3 separate regions of the Mus musculus genome follow, and regions 2 and 3 are each linked to region 1. Evidence: chromatin contacts called from public Hi-C data. All regions are on one chromosome and are shown on one strand. The core of a region is the stretch at or near the end of the contact, and the rest is flanking DNA. Distances in the headings are between cores, read along the strand shown.

Region 1 (3,046 bases), core at 192-2,691:
CAGCCGGTCCATTCATCCCTCATTTTACAGAAGAGGGAAGCTGGGCTTCTGGAAGGCAGGGGATTCTTGGTCAGGGACCAGAGGAAGACCTCGTCCCAGAAGACCTCAGTTAATGCCTTAGTCTCCAACTGCCTGTCTATCGGGGAAAATCATGCTAACTAGATAAATAGAATGCCCATGAATGTTTTGGAATATTTGTCTCATGGAGTATCAGACACCATGCTTTTGACATATCAATGCCAAGATATGTTTTGTTGTCCTGGATCTGAATCCAGCTTAGAGATTCAATAGAAACCATCACCCAGAATACAGGTTTGGGCTTAACATTGGAATTGCTATGTGCAAAGTGAGTCCTCAGATCCATGGGTTGGTGAGGAGAAGCAAGCTCCCAGCTCCAAGAAGCATTTGAAGGGAAGACTTTAGATGTCTAAAGCATAATTAATCTAACATATAGACATTTCTCTAACTGCTAGAAACAGAAAATCTTTCCAGTTTGGGGAAGAAGAACTGAGAAGATTTAGTGGTGGTGGTGGTGGGGTATATGTGAATTCTCGTTTCTTTTCTGAGTTCACACCTCTTGGTAGAAGGGGGATTTGTGAGGTCAGGTGGTGAGAGACAAAGAACATATCCCAGAGAAGCTGGGAGGAGCAGCTCACACCAAGGGGGCGGGACTCTCACTCTGCATGCAGAACTGAAAAGGGGAGAAGAACACCTCGTGATGGCGTCCCAAGCTGATACAGGATCTCGGCATTGCCACATGGAGTTTTCTTTATCTTGAATATGTTTCCGTAGTTCAGGTGCTGAAAACTTAATCCTCAAATTTACACATTGATGACATTAGAAATGGGACCTTTGAGAGGAAATTAGGGTTGGGTGAGATCATGAACACAGGGCCCCTGTGGTGATGTTAGTGACTTTTATAAGAAGAGGGAGACCTGAGGGAGGCAGCACATCTCTCTTTCCATGGGATGCTCTCTACAGTGTTAGGATACAGCAGCCAGGCCCTTTCCAGATGCTGGTACCAAGCTTTTGGGCTTCCTGGACACCAGAATCATGATCTAAATAAACCTCTACTCTCTACAAATTACTTTCTTATAGCACAGAAAGGTAATTGAAATATTATTTTAGTGGGAGATACAGACAAAAGCTTACAGGTGGCATTGGAGAGTTTCCTGGGCTGGTCACCAAGGGAAAGGCAAAGTACTCCTGAGAAGGAAAAATTGGAGGGTAATGGTTGGACTTGGAACTGGGGTGGGGGCTAGGGAGTGGGGGTGTGGGGTCAAGGTGGTAACAGCAATTCTTGGGAGTACCTGGAGGGCCAGGGAAAACTAAGGAAATTTTGCCTTTAGAGGAGAAAGATCAAAGTCCCTAGAGCAATGGCCTGGAGCAGGGGGTAGTTCCATGCCAGGAAGCAAATGCTGACTCACACTGGTCTTGGAACTTCAACAGTCTCAGCAGAGGCCAAAGGCTGATGATGTCTGGACTTAGGCCAGAGACACAGGGACTAGAGAATATGACCCGGGGCCTCCTTTCCTCTGTTTTGAGGAAAGCTAGTACCTTTTCCCTTGGGAAAATGGTAGCAGGACCAGACATTCCACAAAGCTTACAGAAAGACCCTGGGTTTACTTCAGAGGCACTCTTTTGAATTGGATGAAACACACTCCCAGACCCCTAAGCTTTCAACAAAGCCAGACCTTCTATGCTCATCTATGTAAATGTTGGCTTTAGTGATGCTGATAGAGAGAGTATTATAGGATGGATTGCATCCTCTGAATTCAGTTGACACTCTTGTCCCTAATGCATTTATGTTTGAGGATGGCATCCTTACAGATGGAAGGAAGGGGTAATGAAGTCACTGACTTAGTTTGATCTGACCAATGTCCTTAAGAGTAGGGTACAACCACACATGAGAGAAGCCACATAAGGACACAGGGACGGACAGCTATCCACAAGCCAATTAGAAAGGCCTTGGGAGACTCAGCCCTGTAGACATTTTCTGTCTGGACTTGAAGCCTCCAAAACTAAGAGAGAATACATTTCTGCTGGTTGGACAATCCAGCCTGTGGCCTTTTGTCATGGCTGGCCTCCACACATAGATATAGCCAGAAAAAGTTCTGCCAATAACTAAACTTTAGGATGAAGCCACAATCACAGAGATTTAGAAATGAGTTATTGGGGCAATGTGGATTATTAGTGTGGAGTGGTATTGGTATATTAAAAACAAATGAAGCTACATGATACGGTGAAGAGGCCAGGATTATTAAATAATATTGGACGTGCATCAAAGAGTCAGCCTTAAATATACACCACTTGATTGATTTATTAATAAACTTGGAATTTATTCTTCATGATCTCCACAAATCTAAATGTACAGTGCCAACGTAATAGGAACCAGGCATTTCTGCATTAGTCATTTTCCTCTCGTTGCCGTGACAATAAATTTGACAAAAGCAATTTAAAGAAAGATGCACTTATTTTGGTTCGCAGTGTGAGGGTACAGTCCATTATGTTGGAGAACTCATGGAGGCAGTAGCTTGGGACAGCTGGGAATGTTGTACCCACAGTCAGGAAGCAAAGAGACATGAATGCTAGGCTGCTGCTCAGTTTATCCTCCTTAAGACATCAGCTTAAGGGCAATTGTTGGCTTTGGAGACCAGTAGGGGAGCTAGAGCCAATCCTTTGGTAGCTTCGGGACTGGGGAAAACGGAGGGAGATGCTATCAGGAGAGTAAAACCAAAGTCCTTAGAGCAATGGACAAGGATACTCTGTAGGAATCAAATCCTGAGTCACATTGGTTTTTCCACTTTAGCAACAGTGAGGACAAGGCTGATATCTGGAGGAGACACAGCAATGAGAGAAAGATTGACCCAAGACGGCTAATACCATTACATCCAGAGCCAGGAAGCAGAGAGAGGGGAATGCTAGCGTTCAACTTGCTGTCTCCTTTTCCCTCAGTCTAGGATGCCCACCCATGCAATGGTGCCACTCACACTCAGGATTGGGCCTTCACACTTCAATTAGTGAAAACCATAACATCCCTCACAGT
Region 2 (3,046 bases), core at 408-2,907, 220 kb after region 1:
CTATCAAGGAATAACCGCCATTTTCCATCCCTTTCATTAGATTGCTTGGGAATATCTGGCGTTGAAATAAGAAGCCTGAGAAGGAGCCAGAGGCCACCCCGCCTCTTTCCTGGTTCAAGCACCTAGTTCATTGATCAGTGACTGACCTTTAAAGATGTCACTTCTCTGGGATGTTATTTCGTCATCTCTTAATCTAGCACCATAGATCATGATGTATTCTTATTTCACTGTTACTCAGCATACATATGGCGAAAGTCCAGTTTTACATGGAAACATAAAGAGTTTTACTTTTCAAACCCCCAGGCCTATGTGCATTGGCAGATGGCACATTATTTATAACCATACTCTTCGAAGTATGCCCATGGAGGGAATTCTTTCTGAAGGGACAGGGGTAATAAATGGTGGTATGCTATAGCTAAAGTGGAGATATTTATCACCGAGCTGTGTGGCTGCTCCCAGGGCTTGCCTTTCCCCCAGATGCAGGAAGCCAGGAGCCCAGATTTCTGACTTCAGAGTTGCCTATACTTTGATTATAAGACCAAACGTAGCTGAATGAAAATGAAATACTAGCTTCTAACATCGGAGTTAGATGTGAATCGAGTTCATTTATTCTATAGTGCAGATAGCTGATACCAGGCCCAAAACAGAGCAGGGAGTGTGACAGGAGCCAGAGGAGCAGCCCTGTGTGGAAGAAGGGTTAAGGCCACAGAAGAGGAGGGGATGCTGCTTTCAGGAAGAAATCCCTCCTTTATTTTTCCTCTCCTAAGACCAACCAGAAACCAGATACAAGGTCTCAGTGCAGAGACTGTCGCAGACTCCTTTGTGACTCAGGGTCATTTTCAAGACCGAACACTATTGCAAAGGTCAGACAAAACTGCCCAGGCCACAACCAGAGTCTATAACAGCAGTTCTCAACCTGTGGGGCATGAATCCCTTTGCAAGCCTCTAGCTTCAAAAATATTTACATTACAATTCATAACAGTAGCAAAATTACACTTCTGAAGTAGCAACTAAAATAATTTTATGGTGTGGGGGGGGTCACCTCAGCATGAGGAACTGCATTAAAGGGTCACAGCATTAGGGAGGTTGAGAACCACTGCTTCTAAAGGGATTTTTTTTATGCAAAAAATTTTACCGTCACTCATTGGAGTGGGGGAGGGAGCTAGAAAAACATATAGTATAGAGCATGAACATGTATACAGCTTAGCATAAACCATGCAAAGAGAAAAAAAACCAAAAAACTGTAATTCTGAAAACTCTTCTTCAGTTTCCCCCATATTTAACAGCATAAAGCATCTTTCCCACTCCCCAACTTAAAGAAAGACTTCAAGATGATGTCCATGGCAGTTTACCCAGGGTAGGGGGGAGCTTGCAAAACTAGCAGCTGTGTTCATTCTGAGCGGTGTGCTTTTTTGAGGGAGGGGGCTGGGGAGACTTGTCCTCCGAGTCATCTTAAGTCTTAGGATAATACTTACCTGAAGAGTTGGCTTGCCACATCCAGCTCAGGCGTGGAGTTTGGGATCGGTTGCACCCTGCTTAAACAGCGATCTGGGCAGCTGTGTGTATGCACGTGCTGTAGCTGCAGTGCACGCGTGAGCACGTGTTTGAACCTGCCTACCAACTGGGAATGGGCGTGGGCTGTGTGAAGCTCTCGCTCTTGTTTCCATCTCTGACTTGCAAATGAGGCCTGTTTTCATAAACTCAGTCAGGCTGTGGGAGTAGGAGCCAGAAGATCCGAGGGAGTTTTTCCCATAATGCTTGCTGCCCCCCCCCCGGGGGGGGGGAAGACACAAACCTGGTGGTGTCTAAGGCAGGGAAGACCTATCTCCAGGTGAGGCCGAGAAGGATAATAAATACCGTTTGCTGGCATGAGTTCCTAGGGCAGAGCTGGCCACAGGAATCGAGGTCCCCAGGATGTGAGGACCCCTTACAAAGCAGGCATTTATGAACCGGTTTGCTCGCCACTAATTAATTCCCCAGACATTCACCAACAGTAACAATCCCTTCAATTAGAGGCCAGGCCCTGGAAAGCCCTGCTGTTTATTGGAACTGACATCTGCATGGCCAAGTGTGACTGTGTTAATACGGAAATGCACAAAGGGACCCGGAGTCCTCCCTCCCCATCCCCGTAGCCCCCCTGTAACTTTTAAGCAAGGATTTGGCTCTTTAAGGAGTTTTTAATTTGTGGCTTTGCACTTTGGTGGTTAGCTTGTCAGCACGTTGCTTACGCTTCTCCCTGGGCTGTGATGTGCCCCTGTTCTGGGTTCTATCATAAGCTCATGAAAAGGACCTCAGACACTCTAAGGACAGATCTGCTGGAACTAGAGTTACAGTCTCCTGCGAGCTGCTATGTAGGTGCTGGTCACCAAATGTGTGTCCTCTGCAAGAGCAGAAAGTGCTTGACAGCTGAGCCATCTCTTCAGCCCTGGGTGTTGTTGTTGTTTGTTATTATTGTTAGCTTGTTTGTTTGTTTCCTGGCATTTTTAGGAAGTTGACTTTCCCGATTCTCCTATTCTGGGGAGATGTCAGGCTAGATGGTACCAAGATGATTAAGGGAATACACCCCTGACCACTGAGAAAGAGGATTAAACCTGAGCGAATTCACAGATCTAGACAAGGCAGGATTAAGACAGGCTGGTGGTAAGAGGGAGCCAGGGATAAGAGGGCAGGGCTCCAGGGGAGATGCAGGCAGCTGGCTGGCCAGCTTTGTGGAAGCCCTGGCTTCCACAGGCATTCACTAGGGGTCCAGAAAGCCAGTCTGGGCACAGAAAGGGACTGGGTCATCTGGGGGCATGCACTCTGGGCTGAGGGAGACTCTCACTGCGAGGCAGAGCGTAAGCTGATCATTTGAGGCTTGGCTGACCAGGGCATTAAGTCTGCAATAATTTAGACAGATGGAGACCAGTGGGATGTGGGAGTTACTTCAGGAGAATCAGAGTTAAGACAGTGTGGGGTAAGAAAGGGGAACTGGGGCACACAACCTAAGACTCCGCCCTGACTTGCCCTCATAGGACATAATTTGAGGACACTTCCCAAAGTTTTGTGT
Region 3 (3,046 bases), core at 294-2,793, 140 kb after region 1:
AAAGGGGAAAAAAAAGTGGGGGAGGGGCTTGTGAGGTGTGTGTGTGTGTGGGGGGGAACATGTGAATTGTTGAAAATTGGGACGGCTGAAGCTCCACTTAGCTTCCAGTGAATGGGGTTCAGATGTCCGAATTTGGTAGGGAAACTGAGGCACAGAGAAAGAAAGGAGGCTGGCTGGCTCTTCATCACATCCTCTATCATATTCCCCCTCTCCTCTCCAGCTCCCCCTTCTTTTCAGTCCTAGGGATGGATCCTGGGCTAGGCAAGAGGAACCATTGCTGTTGTTTTTCCTAAAAAAAAAAAACAAAAAACAAAAAACAAAACAAAAAAAAAAAACCAAAAAAACCGGTGAAATGCTGCAGTTACCTGTGGCACTTTATTTTAAACCAATTGGTGGCAGACAAGTTAAAGTGCGACCTCTTGCAGACAGATCTTCTATTTGCAGTGGCCATTCCTGTCCATTCCTTGGAAGCTTCTGCTGGGCCCCTGAGACTGTGTAAAGTGCTGAGCAAGCCAGAAGTGGCTTTTGTGTCTGTGCGTGAGCACACTTGATGGTCATTCCCCAGGAGTGGTTCACAGTCTTTCTCTGGCTTGTTACTTACCCGGTAAGGTAGGCTGTCTGGCTGGTCAGCTCCAGGAACTTTCCTGTTTCCACCTCCTTAGCTTTGGGATCACACATGCCTGGCAGCTCCCTCACCCCAAAGATGGGTTCTAGGAATCGAACTCGAGTACTTGTGCTTGTAAGGAAAGCACTATACTGAAGCGTCTCTCCAGACCATTGCAGAAGATGCTAGAACAAAAGAGAGGGCATTCTATCCTGCAGGGGCTTCTTCCCTAGTGGGAACGCATTCTCCGTCTTTCCCCGACGGCCTGTTTTTGTAGCAGGATCCTTCCGAATGGCTTGGCGTCTATCATCAGACTTTCAAGACTCCCAACTCTGTCACAGTTCTCTTTGGGCTGTGTTTAGGTTCAGAGGATAACAGAAGGGTGTTGGAGGGGACCCAGCTTCAGTTAACCCTGAGGTTGAGAGACCAAGCAAGGTTAGGGATCTGGTTTGTCCTGGTTATTGTCAGGGATGGAGGCGAGAGGAAGGAAAGGACCTGAGCGTTGTGATAATCACGTCTGATGTATCTTTACCCAGACCAGTGATAGCTTTAGCATCACTGAAAATCTCCAATGGCGAGTTCTAAAACACACAGCCCAAACACTTGAAGAACTTAAATTGTTCCTCCTCAATTCTCTGGGCCCATCTCCAGAGGCATCGACTCAGCCAGGCTGAGAACAGCTGTTCTAGAAGGTTCTCTCAGCCTCCAGGAACAGCTGTTTGGAATGGAGTCTTTAGACAGTGAGGGTTTTGGTACTGTGAAAGTATTGCATGCTTGTGTGGGAAAAGGTTGTCAGAGGAGCCAAGTGAACAGTTTTGATCCCTAAACAACGCGGCCACAGAGAGTCTTGGTTCAAAGGTCCTTCGGCCTGACCTGCAGAGAGGCTTGGATTCCACACTCCCGGGTCAGAAGGAGGCGTTCTGGCTGCCCCCGAGGACAGCCAGCTCGCAGCAGGTTCACTGGCTTCTCTACCTCCCGGGCTGTGTGGTTTGGTTTCCTGAACTGACCTATCTAAGCAGGCGGCTGACTCAGTTCTTGGCCCAGGAATACAGGAGAGCCTTACATAACCATGTAGCTGAGCTCTTGGAAGGAAAGTCCATGCCATGTGAGGAGTGAGAGGCCAGCTCTCAATGGCGGAGGGGACTTGGTTCCCAGGCTAGCTTGGAGGGAGTGGCATCAGAGCTCCAGGCCCAGAGCTGTCACAGGGCAGTGTTTATTTTTGAGTCATCTGCAGCATACATGTGACTAACAACCTCGTGTCCTAAAAGTTCATCTCCTGGCGAGGTTTCCGTTGCTCTCTTGGGCTTGCCTGAAGACTCAGTTCGGGTATTTTAAAGGATTTGCTGATGGAATGGGGGGGAAAAAAAAGGAATGAAATAAAAGAGGAAGACGTGACTACTTCTAGACTACGGAGATTTTTATTGTAGATATAAGGGAGAAAGCAGGCAGAGCGAAGGGTCCAGGGTGAACATGGTTGGCCTACTAAAACGGACCAGGAGAGGAGAGGAGAGGAGAGGAGAGGAGAGGAGAGGAGAGGAGAGGAGAGGAGAGGAGAGGAGAGGAGAGGAGAGGAGAGGAGAGAGCAAGAGAGGCAACTCAGACTGTGAGATAGGGGTAGCCAAAATGGCCAAGTTATATAGAGACCTAAAGCTGGGGGGAAGGGAAGCCCAGCCCCTGGAAGAGAAAGGTTTATGGTAGGGAGTGAGGTGAGAAGTGCTGGGAGGAGCCACATGTACTGAGGAATGCTGGGAGGAGACACGAGTACTGAGGGATGCTGGGAGAGCTGGGAGGAGCCCTAGGTACTGAGGGATGCTGGGAAAGCTGGGCGGAGCCACAGGTATTGAGTGAGACTTGTCCTTGGTTTGATACCTAACACTGATAATGTCTTCTTAGAATGTATTTGTAGCTTTCCTTCCTCCGTCCATCCCTCTCTCCTCCCTCCCTTCTACCAACTTCCCTTTTTTCCTTCTGTGATGCTTGCTGTCTGGATCTCTAGTGTATGGCAGGCACTGGCATGAGAGTTTTCCCTCCATGACTGCACACCTTCCTCACACAAGCCAAGTCATTTTGACAAAAAGACTATTTGACTTACTGTTCCAGAGGAGATACAGGCCATTATAGTGGGGAAGACTTGGTGGGAGGAACTTGGGGAAGCAGAGGGAGAACAGGAGGAAGTGGGGCTGTGCTACCGAACCTCAAGGCCCACCCCTGATGATGCAGGGCTCCATCTTCGGAAGATCTCACAACAGCGCCACCAGCTGGAGACCAACGTTCAAACACACAAGCCTATGAAGAGCGGTTCACATTCAAGTCAGAGCAGTGGGTGACTGGGATCTGAAATTTAAGTCCACAGTCTTCTGACACCAGATGTCATTCCTAGCCATTTCACCTGGGGAGCGGTGTGGACACAGTTCTGGTGACCTCATCTAATCCTCTCTCTAT

What was found. Hi-C and Micro-C count contacts between places; a contact is called where the count stands out from the background.
Region 2: a contact with region 1 is called in a Hi-C map of the N1E-115 cell line, with 2.7 times the contacts expected there. The contact joins two enhancer-like sites. A contact is called at or near these places in 3 of 484 Hi-C or Micro-C datasets (the N1E-115 cell line, olfactory sensory neurons and rod photoreceptor) and 1 of 115 datasets of contacts at active chromatin or transcription factors (fibro-adipogenic progenitors).
Region 3: a contact with region 1 is called in a Hi-C map of liver, with 2.9 times the contacts expected there. The contact joins two enhancer-like sites. A contact is called at or near these places in 4 of 484 Hi-C or Micro-C datasets (adipose-derived mesenchymal stem cells, liver and myeloid progenitors) and 4 of 115 datasets of contacts at active chromatin or transcription factors (bone marrow-derived macrophages, embryonic stem cells and kidney).

Annotation. Positions count from the first base shown.
Region 1 is chr13:44,448,001-44,451,046 of GRCm38.p6, reverse strand. All of the region lies in intron 1 of 1700029N11Rik (RIKEN cDNA 1700029N11 gene), which reads right to left. Among named protein-coding and RNA genes, the nearest start is that of 1700029N11Rik, 9.8 kb to the right of the region's middle. Within about 2 kb of position 1,441, at least 28 of the 459 cell types and tissues checked have an H3K27ac peak or open chromatin away from gene starts, as enhancers often do. A contact at or near this core is called in the N1E-115 cell line, kidney and liver, where this site is marked.
Region 2 is chr13:44,231,257-44,234,302 of GRCm38.p6, reverse strand. No RefSeq gene overlaps it. Among named protein-coding and RNA genes, the nearest start is that of A330076C08Rik, 16 kb to the right of the region's middle. Within about 2 kb of position 1,657, at least 71 of the 459 cell types and tissues checked have an H3K27ac peak or open chromatin away from gene starts, as enhancers often do. A contact at or near this core is called in the N1E-115 cell line, where this site is marked.
Region 3 is chr13:44,305,133-44,308,178 of GRCm38.p6, reverse strand. No RefSeq gene overlaps it. Among named protein-coding and RNA genes, the nearest start is that of Gm29676, 47 kb to the right of the region's middle. Within about 2 kb of position 1,543, at least 86 of the 459 cell types and tissues checked have an H3K27ac peak or open chromatin away from gene starts, as enhancers often do. A contact at or near this core is called in kidney and liver, where this site is marked.